Regions from separate parts of the Mus musculus genome. Here region 2 is linked to region 1. Evidence: chromatin contacts called from public Hi-C data. All regions are on one chromosome and are shown on one strand. Each heading gives the region's core, a stretch centred on a gene start, on an enhancer-like site or on the middle of the called end of the contact. The rest is flanking DNA. Distances are from core to core; before and after follow the strand shown. Region 1 overlaps Plxdc2 (plexin domain containing 2). Region 2 overlaps Plxdc2 (plexin domain containing 2).

Evidence for each region. A called contact is a pair of places that touch in the nucleus more often than the background predicts.
Region 2: a contact with region 1 is called in a Hi-C map of the G1E-ER4 cell line, with 2.1 times the contacts expected there. The contact joins two enhancer-like sites. A contact is called at or near these places in 1 of 15 datasets of contacts at CTCF or cohesin (the NIH/3T3 cell line) and 26 of 484 Hi-C or Micro-C datasets (the G1E-ER4 cell line, the Patski cell line, adipose-derived mesenchymal stem cells and 13 more).

What each region holds. Positions count from the first base shown.
Region 1 is chr2:16,371,548-16,377,091 of GRCm38.p6, forward strand. The region is part of intron 1 of Plxdc2 (plexin domain containing 2); the gene reads left to right. Among named protein-coding and RNA genes, the nearest start is that of Plxdc2, 18 kb to the left of the region's middle. Within about 2 kb of position 2,859, at least 18 of the 459 cell types and tissues checked have an H3K27ac peak or open chromatin away from gene starts, as enhancers often do. A contact at or near this core is called in the G1E-ER4 cell line, where this site is marked.
Region 2 is chr2:16,449,795-16,455,338 of GRCm38.p6, forward strand. All of the region lies in intron 1 of Plxdc2 (plexin domain containing 2), which reads left to right. Among named protein-coding and RNA genes, the nearest start is that of Plxdc2, 96 kb to the left of the region's middle. Within about 2 kb of position 3,472, at least 9 of the 459 cell types and tissues checked have an H3K27ac peak or open chromatin away from gene starts, as enhancers often do. A contact at or near this core is called in the G1E-ER4 cell line, where this site is marked.

The DNA.
Region 1 (5,544 bases), core at 1,609-4,108:
ATGAACAGTGAAGAGAATTTTGTTATGTAAATATTAATCATTAATATCTCTAAGTTTCATATGGCCAGAGATAAAGCCTTTTATGACTGTGAAATTCCCTGAATGACAAGTGAATATTTTTTGGATAACAGTGGTCTCTGAATATATAAACTCAACATTCTACCTACATCTTAGTGAGCTTATCTGAAAAGGAAGCCATGCTAGAGACTCTAAGATTCCATTGAGGAATGAAAGTCAATACATGCGAGAATAAAAATGAATCTAGGTCTAACAGTCCAGTGTCTTAGTTATCAGTTCTCCAGACCTGTGTAGAATCCTTTGTACTTAAGGTGAATTAAGCAAGCCCCTATATGTAAGTAGCACACTGAGATCCATTCATGGAGTTGAGAGCCATGGAGCAACTCTTGTTCAACTCTCATGAGGATGTCTTCTACACCAGCTTCTCAGCAACTCTTAATCTAAGAGAGCCATTTGTTTGGATTTTGTTGTAATGTATCAGTGGAAATGTAAGCGTTGGGGCTGGAGAAATGGCTCAGTTGGAAGACCCAAGTTTGATTTCTAGAACTCACAGGGTAGCTCCAGCCCCATGGAATCTGATGCTCTTTTCTGTCTCTTCTAGGCATAAGGAATACCGGTAGTGCATAGATATTCATGCATATAAACATATATAAACACCCATAAATGTAGAAGAATAGAAAGGGGACAGAGAAAATATATCATGTGAAGGCACAGTGCTCACTTATGGTTTTCCTGTTTGAGGCTTTCGATTATAATAAAGAGGTGTATAGTATAAAGATCCAACTGTCAGAGAAAAGACATTCTGGAGAGGGTTCCTAGTTTTAGACAGAATTGTAGGAAGTCACTAACTTGTTTTGACACTGGGGGAGTGTATATCATTTCCCTATGAGAGTTTAAATGTGTTTGCATGTGTATGAGGAGAAGGCCATGTTAAGACATTAGAAAAGGGCATGTGGGAATCAGGGGGAAGAAATTTGGGGAAGTTTCATCTAGAAAGAGGGGTGGCTTGGTCTGGTTTAGAAGAGCGAGTGAAACTGAATAGTGAAGAAACAGTAAAAAAAAACCCTTCAGAACAGAGGAGAACACAGTGTATATTGTGTAGGAAAATGCTCTTGGTTTGGGGGGCCATTGAGGAGGTTGTCGGGCAGACGGCTAGTGGCTAGTACAGTAGGAAGGTTGTACTTGCCTGATGCTGAAAGCTGTCCTGAATGTGACAGCTAACCTGTGGCAAAATTTTTGGTTGAGTGACTAGCTCTGAATGGACCATGGTGTGGAAGCAGTGAGGAGAGAGGACTTGGGGACAGAGTGAATTACAGACTTTTACATTGTGACGATGGTGACCAAGGCTCAGATGAGGGCATTCACCTAGCTCCCATGTGATTTAGAGACTAGGCAATGACTCCACCTGAGAATTCAGTATTCAGACATTTACAGAACAGTCTTTCCACTGGAGCTTCCAGAGTCAGCTCAGCAGAAGGTATCATTGAGTTCATGAATCAGAGTCACAATGGATTATGGCTAACAGAGACCAGCAGCAAACAGGAATAGACAGTGAGTAGGAGAGAGGTTGAAGTCCAGGAAAAATGGTCTTGGAGAGGTAGTGTGAGGAAGGAATCCAGGAACAAGAAGATCTAGGGGACACAGATTTGTAGGGGTTCTTGGGCAGACAAAAAAGTCCTCATTTTTTTGGCAAAGATGGAGCGATCCGGGAGGGAGGTAAGGGGTAATAGTGCCAGGCCATGGGAGAGTACATAAGGAAGAATTTGTTCAGCTATTTTGAAACATCTATCGGAAAATAATAATGTAGACGTGAGTGGATGGGCATATAGAGAACAGGGGGTTTTGAGCCTGTCCATAGGTTCTGAGGAAGCAGCCTGTGGTGGGGAATCAGACTGGGGCATGCGGATGTGCTCCAAGCACAGGAAGCAGGGTTCTGACTGCTGTATTGAACATAATCACAGTGCTCCCCAAATGCAACTTGACTTTAAGAAGATCTTTGATTGTGAATACTGAGAACAGGCATGATAGATAACAGAAATTTAATTAAGACTTAGATAGTATCATGTTTGATGTAACCCAAAGTCATTCAATACAGGAAATCTCGTAAGTATAATAGAGTTTATTGGAAAGAGTATTTCCAGAAGGGGCTGTGGAAAAATGAGTGAACTCTGGATTTTATCACTTAACTCCGGCCTACAAAGCCACTGGGACATCATGAAGAAGAATGGAGGGTTTTGAAAAAGGATATAGAAGATGATTTCTTTCCTTCTTCCAGTCAGATTAGTACCTAGAAAGAAATGCAGTAGTGACTTTAAGAATTCAAACTGTAATATGAAAAAGGTGATGTTTTTCTTCACTGGTCAATGATAATTAGTCTTACTATTTTTTACACATTAATTATTTTATGACAGTTGTGAAGATGGACTTTTATAGTGAATAACACAATTACTGGTACATAGCAGGAAAGCAGAAAATGTGGAAAATTATTTTTAAGTTTCTAATACTCAGGGAACCTAAGCATCAAGAAAATAATCTTTAGTGAAACTTTAGAAGTCTTTCTCACTAAGAAACTGTAACATTTACAAAGGAGTTACTGTTCCCTTCACGGTGAGTTGAAGTTTTTTGTCAATAATCATTTTATGAAATTGTCTGAAGACTGAAAGGACAGATTGTCACTCTCTGTAATGTGCTACCCAGTAATACATTCCAGAGTAGCTTGAAGTTTAAAAAACAAGAAAAGTCTCATGGTTATTCAAGTTTCAGATTAAAAGCTAAAGTAACAGTTAAAACCACAAACCCTTCTCATCTGGAGGCTGTTTGCCAGGAGTATAAGATAGTTTTGTTTAACAATTAGGTCATTGCTTGGTGTCCTCTGTAAATGAGTATGTGCATTTGTGGTGTGTGTGTGTGTGTGTGTATGTGTGTGTGTGTGTGTGTATGTGTCTTGTGAGAGGGTGGGTGAGTGTGTGTATCTGTGTGAGTATGTGTGTGTGTGTGGCTGGTTAGAGGGTGAGTGTGTGTGTGTGTGTTATGAGAGGGTGGGTGAGTGTCTGTGTATCTGTGTGAGTATGTGTGTGTGTTTTGCTGGTTAGAGGGTGGGTGAGTGTGTGTGTGTGTGTGTGTGTAGTGTGTGTGGTGTATGCATGTGTGTATTGGGGTGTACAAGAAGGAGTGAGTTGAAAAGAAAGTAAAGTGAAAGGAACAAGGTGCAGACCAGGTTCTGATGGTTCCATAATATTTATGGATTACCATAAGGGGGTTACATCTGTTTTCATAAATTATTGGTACTATTTTACCTGTGTAAACCTTTGCAAAGACCAAAACAACACCATGCAATATTAATGAGTGTTGTTTCATAGGGCATGCAAAAGTGTTAACATAGAATATAAATGTGCCTTGGTTTAGAGTGATCCTTCAGCCTGTAGCTGAACTTGATGGGTCATTTATCGTTGTTTGTCTGAGGAACCTGTTTTATCACATGCTTTCATATAAGCCAGAAGCTCAAGCCTCTTCTTCCTATTTAGCCCATTCTTACTCATCTTAGACTCTCAATATTTAACCTGGTGAAAAACAAACAAACAAAAACCCCAAAAAACTCGCTAGCATAAAACCATTTATTTTCTCATTGACATTTTGGATAAAACATTAACTTCTTTTTTTTTTTTTTTTTTTTTTTTTTTTTCCATTTTTTATTAGGTATTTAGCTCATTTACATTTCCAATGCTATACCAAAAGTCCCCCTTACCCACCCACCCCCACTCCCCTACCCACCCACTCCCCCCCTTTGGCCCTGGCGTTCCCCTGTACCGGGGCACACAAAGTCTGCGTGTCCAATGGGCCTCTCTTTCCAGTGATGGCCGACTAGGCCATCTTTTGATACATATGCAGCTAGAGTCAAGAGCTCAGGGGTACTGGTTAGTTCATAATGTTGTTCCACCTATAGGGTTGAAGATCCCTTTAGCTCCTTGGGTACTTTCTCTAGCTCCTCCATTGGGAGCCCTGTGATCCATCCATTAGCTGACTGTGAGCATCCACTTCTGTGTTTGCTAGGCCCCGGCATAGTCTCACAAGAGACAGCTACATCTGGGTCCTTTCAGTAAAATCTTGCTAGTGTATGCAATGGTGTCAGCATTTGGAAGCTGATTATGGGGTGGATCCCTGGATATGGCAGTCTCTACATGGTCCATCCTTTCATCTCAGCTCCATACTTTGTTTCTGTAACTCCTTCCATGGGTGTTTTGTTCCCACTTCTAAGGAGGGGCCTAGTGTCCACACTTCAGTCTTCATTTTTCTTGAGTTTCATGTGTTTAGGAAATTGTATCTTATATCGTGGGTATCCTAGGTTTTGGGCTAGTATCCACTTATCAGTGAGTACATATTGTGTGAGTTCCTTTGTGATTGTGTTACCTCACTCAGGATGATGCTCTCCAGGTCCATCCATTTGGCTAGGAATTTCATAAATTCATTCTTTTTAATAGCTGAGTAGTACTCCATTGTGTAGATGTACCACATTTTCTGTATCCATTCCTCTGTTGAGGGGCATCTGGGTTCTTTCCAGTTTCTGGCTATTATAAATAAGGCTGCTATGAACATAGTGGAGCATGTGTCCTTCTTACCAGTTGGGGCTTCTTCTGGATATATGCCCAGGAGAGGTATTGCTGGATCCTCCGGTAGTACTATGTCCAATTTTCTGAGGAACCGCCAGACTGATTTCCAGAGTGGTTGTACAAGCCTGCAATCCCACCAACAATGGAGGAGTGTTCCTCTTTCTCCACATCCTCGCCAGCATCTGCTGTCACCTGAATTTTTGATCTTAGCCATTCTCACTGGTGTGAGGTGGAATCTCAGGGTTGTTTTGATTTGCATTTCCCTGATGATTAAGGATGTTGAACATTTTTTCAGGTGCTTCTCTGCCATTCGATATTCCTCAGGTGAGAATTCTTTGTTCAGTTCTGAGCCCCATTTTTTAAGGGGGTTATTTGATTTTCTGAGGTCCACCTTCTTGAGTTCTTTATATATGTTGGATATTAGTCCCCTATCTGATTTAGGATAGGTAAAGATCCTTTCCCAGTCTGTTGGTGGTCTTTTTGTCTTATAGACAGTGTCTTTTGCCTTGCAGAAACTTTGGAGTTTCATTAGGTCCCATTTGTCAATTCTCGATCTTACAGCACAAGCCATTGCTGTTCTGTTCAGGAATTTTTCCCCTGTGCCCATATCTTCAAGGCTTTTCCCCACTTTCTCCTCTATAAGTTTCAGTGTCTCTGGTTTTATGTGAAGTTCCTTGATCCCCTTAGATTTGACCTTAGTACAAGGAGATAAGTATGGATCGATTCGCATTCTTCTACATGATAACAACCAGTTGTGCCAGCACCAATTGTTGAAAATGCTGTCTTTCTTCCACTGGATGGTTTTGGCTCCCTTGTCGAAGATCAAGTGACCATAGGTGTGTGGGTTCATTTCTGGGTCTTCAATTCTATTCCATTGGTCCACTTGTCTGTCTCTATACCAGTACCATGCAGTTTTTAT
Region 2 (5,544 bases), core at 2,222-4,721, 79 kb after region 1:
GTCAGCTCCATCCTAATACTAGAAAGGCCTTGTTTGAAGTCAGAGGTTTCTTACACGCAGTAATTTCAGATACTCTTGGGATTAATGTATGACCTCTTTACACACAGCGACATTCAAACACATCTTATAGCATCTCCATATACTTCAAGTGCACACTAGTGTTGGCATTGCTATCTCGTTGCTGTGGGCTTCATCCTAGTTCCTAACATCCTTACTTTCAAATAAGACAACATTTCTTCTTGTCTCTACTTTCATTCTTTACCGACACTGAGGCCTAACTTCAGTGGTTATCCATGGCTGGCTAGTATCTTGGTTTCCTTACAAATGGCACTCTATGCTTATTAATGGCATTTTCCAAGTCCCTGCAGGCATTGGACTATGTTCTGACCTTTGAAATCTCTTCTAGAACACAAGATTTTAGTGCTTAATGGTTCAAAGTAGCTAACTCTCATGTATTAATTTTTATTTTCATTGCAGTGAATATTTGCCTTACTTACATATGTATGAGGTCTACATTTTGACATTCATTGAAAAATATAATTTCAGATGTGATACTTTGTGAAAATTATATTATTAAATGTCATAGAAAAAAATGATCATAAGATACTAATGGAACATTTAACAAAGTATAGACTATGAATAGTTATATAGTTCAGAAGGTCAGTTTCTACTCTGTTGGCCACCTTCCTCATCATTAAAAAATGAGTCCCTCTCTTCTTCTGGAACATGAAGGTTTAGATTTATATATCTGAAAAGAATTTACAAAAGATGTCCCTTCCTTTCACAGAGTGTCTGGTCTGATGTGCTTTGTCACAAAACCAAGCACTGCCATTGGACTTCACTGTTAGCTATATTTTCTTTCTTTGGAGTCTCCATTCTTCTTAAGGATTTTTTTTTTTTCTTAAGATTGTGTTCCATCATTAAAAGCTTCAGTGGAATTGGCTCAGGACTGCCAATGTGGGCTATTTCCAGTAAAAAGCTGCAGCTAGCCAATGAAGGAAAGAAGCTAAAATCCAGTCAGCATTCCATGTGCCAAGCACAGTGCCCTAGGAGCAGTCCCAACAATGCATGTAAAAATCCCACCCAGAGGACATCTGATTCTAATTTACACAAAGACACTCTGCAGGCTAGCAGAGTCCCTGGAGCTAAACTAATGCTGCCTCACTGTGAATTGAGGGACAGTTTGCCAGTGTGTTTAAAAGCTTGTCATAACTTATCCTTTATGGGGCTGTTCCAGTAGGGCGGAGTTATGTATGTGTTGGGATAGAGGCAATTAGACACACTTCAGTGATAGTTTTATTTACTTGCTGTTTGTTCAAGCCCTGGTGCTGGGGATCTGAGGGGGAAGGTTTATTAGAAGCAAACTCCCTTTGTGAGCCCTCATTCAATTAGATTTGAGCTTCCTGGACTCCACCTGTGAAGAAGTGGTCGGAGGCGGCCCCTCTTGTGACCGACAGTGTTTGTGTTTTCTGCTAATAAAGTTTTGAATGGATCATACCACATGGACTTGATGTCTTAATTTTGTTGGATGGACACATTCAAGAACAGAGAGTAAACAATTGGCGCCTTGCTCAGGGATGTCTGAGCATGTACCTCCCTCGCTTAGGGATTTTGTAATAAAATACAGCTCAGTGATTCAAAAACTAAAACATGTTTTTAAAGCTCCTAAAGTTGATCCAAAGTGCCAGAATTTCCCAGCTTGGCCTGGCTTCAAGGCCATGAGAGCTCAGACCTTGACTCATGGAACCATTTCCTTATTAACAGACATAGTGTTTCACATACTTGAGGCTTGAAAAAAACAACTGGACTTCAGCCTCTCCAGCGCAAAGCTCTTCTCAACTCTTTTGTTTTTGAGGCAGGCAGGGTTTCAAAGGAAATCTTGTGTCTGTCTATATTGTTTATTCTCAACTTATCCCAAATGCTCTGGCTTATGTATGGAAAATCCCTTGAGTTGTTTTCTAAGTTGTTCAGTCTTTTCTTGTTTAAGAGCAGGAAGCTGCAGATTGTCAGTAGTCAGAAGAAAGCGTGCTGTTGAGCACTAGCTCTGCTGCGGAGGACCATGATTTATGTATTTCTGAGCTGATTACTCTCAGTAAGAGTCTACCCCCAAATATCATATAAGACTAAGAAATCCTCTTAGATGCACTATCAGAAAAGTCTTACACAGGATAATGTCTATCTAAGCTATTTTAATATTCATTTTATCCGCCGGGCAGTGGTGGCGCATGCCTTTAATCCCAGCACTTGGGAGGCAGAGGCAGGTGGATTTCTGAGTTCGAGGCCAACCTGGTCTACAAAGTGAGTTCCAGGATAGCCAGGGCTATACAGAGAAACCCTATCTCGGAAAACAAACAAACAAACAAACAAAAAGACAAAACAAAAAAATTCATTTTATCCTATTTCGGGGTGGTTTTACCTGCCTGTATGTCAGCACATTATGCACATGCAATTCCCATGGAGGCCAGCAGAGGGCACCAGATACCCCAGGAATGATTTTACAGCTGGTTTTGATCCATCATGTGGGTGCAGGGAATTGAACATTGGTTCTCTAGAAAAAAATAAAAGGTGCTATTGACTTCCGTGTGACTTCTCCAGCCCTGCCTAGATGATTTTGTCAAAACATTAATGCATCTATCTGCAACTCAGTGTTTTTGGCAGAGTTGTAGAAGCATAAAAGTATCAAAGAATTTATATACTGTTTCTTTGTAGCTATGCTATCCTGAGGGCTTGGCATAATTATTATTTGTGTATATCAAATAGAATAATTTCATTTAATGGCACAGATAAGATTCTATTATCTGTTTTATATGCTGCTAAAGAAGGTATATATCATTCATAACAAATTTCTAATTAATATTTAAGTGAACTGTCCATTTTTAATATTCACATAATACGTTATATTGTAAGCTGTCCTTATTCAGAGTCATTCCTGTTCACCTTGTTAAATCTTAAAATCAGTGCTCAATGACCTTGGGTTAAACATGTCTCTAAATACACTTTCCTTCCTTTTTACATTATGACCCTAGGCTGAGCACGCTCAGGAATGTACTGCTTAGCCAAGCATACTCAGGGATCTGTGTTCAGTGAATTGCTTTCCCGAATGAATATGTAAAGGCTCCCTCAAGAAAATCCCCATATTCCATGAGCTAAGCCCTCTAACCTAACGTGTGTCGCTCAGAACAGTGTCTACTCTTTTGGGTCATTCCTTGAGTGCTTGGTTTGTTTCTGTAGTAAGTGTCCTGTGAGCCCATTGCTATGACATACTTACATACAGGAGCCTAACATGGCCCTCATGAGAGACCCTACCAGTGGCTCACTTACACCCAACCATTGGACTGAAATCCCGGATCCCTATTGTTGAATTAGGGGAAGGATTAAAGAAGCTGAAATGGAGACCCCTATAGGGAGACCAGCAGTCTCGACTAACCTAGACCCCAGGGAGCTCTCTGAGACTGATCCACCAACCAGGAGCATACAGGGGCTTGTTTGTGGCCCTTGGCAAATATGTAGCAGAGGTTGGCCTGATCAGGCCTCAGTGGGAGAAGATGTGCTTAGTCCTTGAGAGACTTGAGGCTGCAGAGAAAGGGGAGGCCTGGTGGGAAGGGAGCACCCCTCAGGCAAGCCTGAGGAGGAAGGGATGAGGAGCTGTGAGAGGGCAGAATGACAGGGCAGCAGCCACTGGACTGGAAATAAATAAAATATTTTTTTTTCAAAGTGCTAAGTCAGCTCCCCTGCCACTGGTTTCTGTATTTACTTTTTAAAAAATTATATTGGTACCCATGTGTTTGCCTGTGATGCAGTGAAGGGTCGAAGCTCATGATTTCAGCTTTGCTTTACGCTTTAGGTGGCAGAAAATATATGCTGGGCTATGCTTTATTGTCACCCCGCAGAGATACAATAATGGCTTCTTCTGATGACCATGCCTTTGTATTTCCTACCTCTCCATGCCTTTTCAGAAGTTGACAGAAAATGGATTCAAAATCAGGGGCAGAGTTAAAGGTCTGCAAGTGGTGGCTGTGTAAATACGTCTGTGGCCCTGCTGCCACCAACACTGCTAACTCACTTAAGCTCAGGAGGTGACACCAGCAAGCTCTATTTAACATCAAAGTGCCACGGTGAGCCAGCAGGTCCTGCAGGAAAGTCTGCCAGGCTTGTTGCTCCTCAATCAGAACCATCAGGCAGCTGAGGGCCAGGAAGTCTCTGCACACCAGTGAATTTATAAGCTGCTGGTACATGGCAGAAGTCACACGGTGGTGTGCTAAGTGGGCTTTAGGTGGACAGTCTGTGGGTCATAAAGACAGACCTGCCTTTACAGGTGTCGAGTACAGGTGTCGAGTGAGTTCAGTGAGAGGTACCTTTGGTCTGCATCTTTTTTGTTTTCTTTTTATTTGCTTATGATGTTGGTAAATGACACTTATCTCCCTATCTTTGAAAATAAAGTCTATATGAGCACTTCCTCATTGACTTTTATGTCAAATTCTATTTGAATTAGCAAGCCAGCAACTTTCTCAGGCACACTTTCGTCCCTTCTAAGATTGGGGAAAACAGGCCATCACAGAGTTAGTTTCATCTGATCCCTTTTAGTAGTGAGGAGTCTGAAAATACATTCGTGGAAAATGAGAAGTTCAAGGTTGCTATAGCCTAACTCATAGTCGGTAGTGAAGGTCTTTAAATCTGGGATAAGAAGCCAGGGCGGATTTATTCTGGGCACTGAACGCTATTTTATGACTTCAGCTTTGCTTACTGAGATAGAAATGAATGTTGGAGTGTGATTAGGCTTTTACAAATATTAACTCTCATCATGCAGATAATCAATATCCATCACGAAATGTAGAAGAAAGTGGGTATGAGCAAAAGAATTAAAGAGCATCCATACTGGGCTGGACAGATAGCTCACCAGTGAACAGCACTGACTGCTCTTCCAGAGGTCCTGAGTTCAATTTTTAGCAATTACGTAGTGGCTCACAACCATCTGTAATGGGATCCAATGCCCTCTTCTGGTGTGTCTGACAGCCACAGTGTACTCATATACATAAAATAAATAAATCTAAAAAAAAATTTAAAAAATCTCCATTTATAGCCTTGGCCACTGGGGAGACTTTGCTGTGATGGAGCTCACAGTTTTATACTCAGGTGGAGCTTAGCTCTCAAGACCTTGCTGCATTTAGCAAGTGGCAAGTCACATGGGACCAGTAAGTTCTTTTTCTTCCTCAGAGAGAGCAGATGTTGGCAAGGAAGTAGATGATGATGTCTGTTATCATTTTAGAAAGAGCCATTCTGCATAATTTGGTGGTATACACTAGTAGGAGAATTCAGAACTTGAGGCTAACTTGAGCCATATTTCAGGACACTATCTCTGAAACAAACACAAATGAACACCATAGGACCCCCTTCTCCAGAGGTTATCAGTTTTTACCATATAATTTGAATTACCTTGGATAAACAAACCTTGAGTTTTTATCTTGGAAACTCTCCAAGATACTGAAAGTGCAATGAGTTTTTGAATTGACTTCTGTACTTGGGATAGTCACATTATGTTTCAGT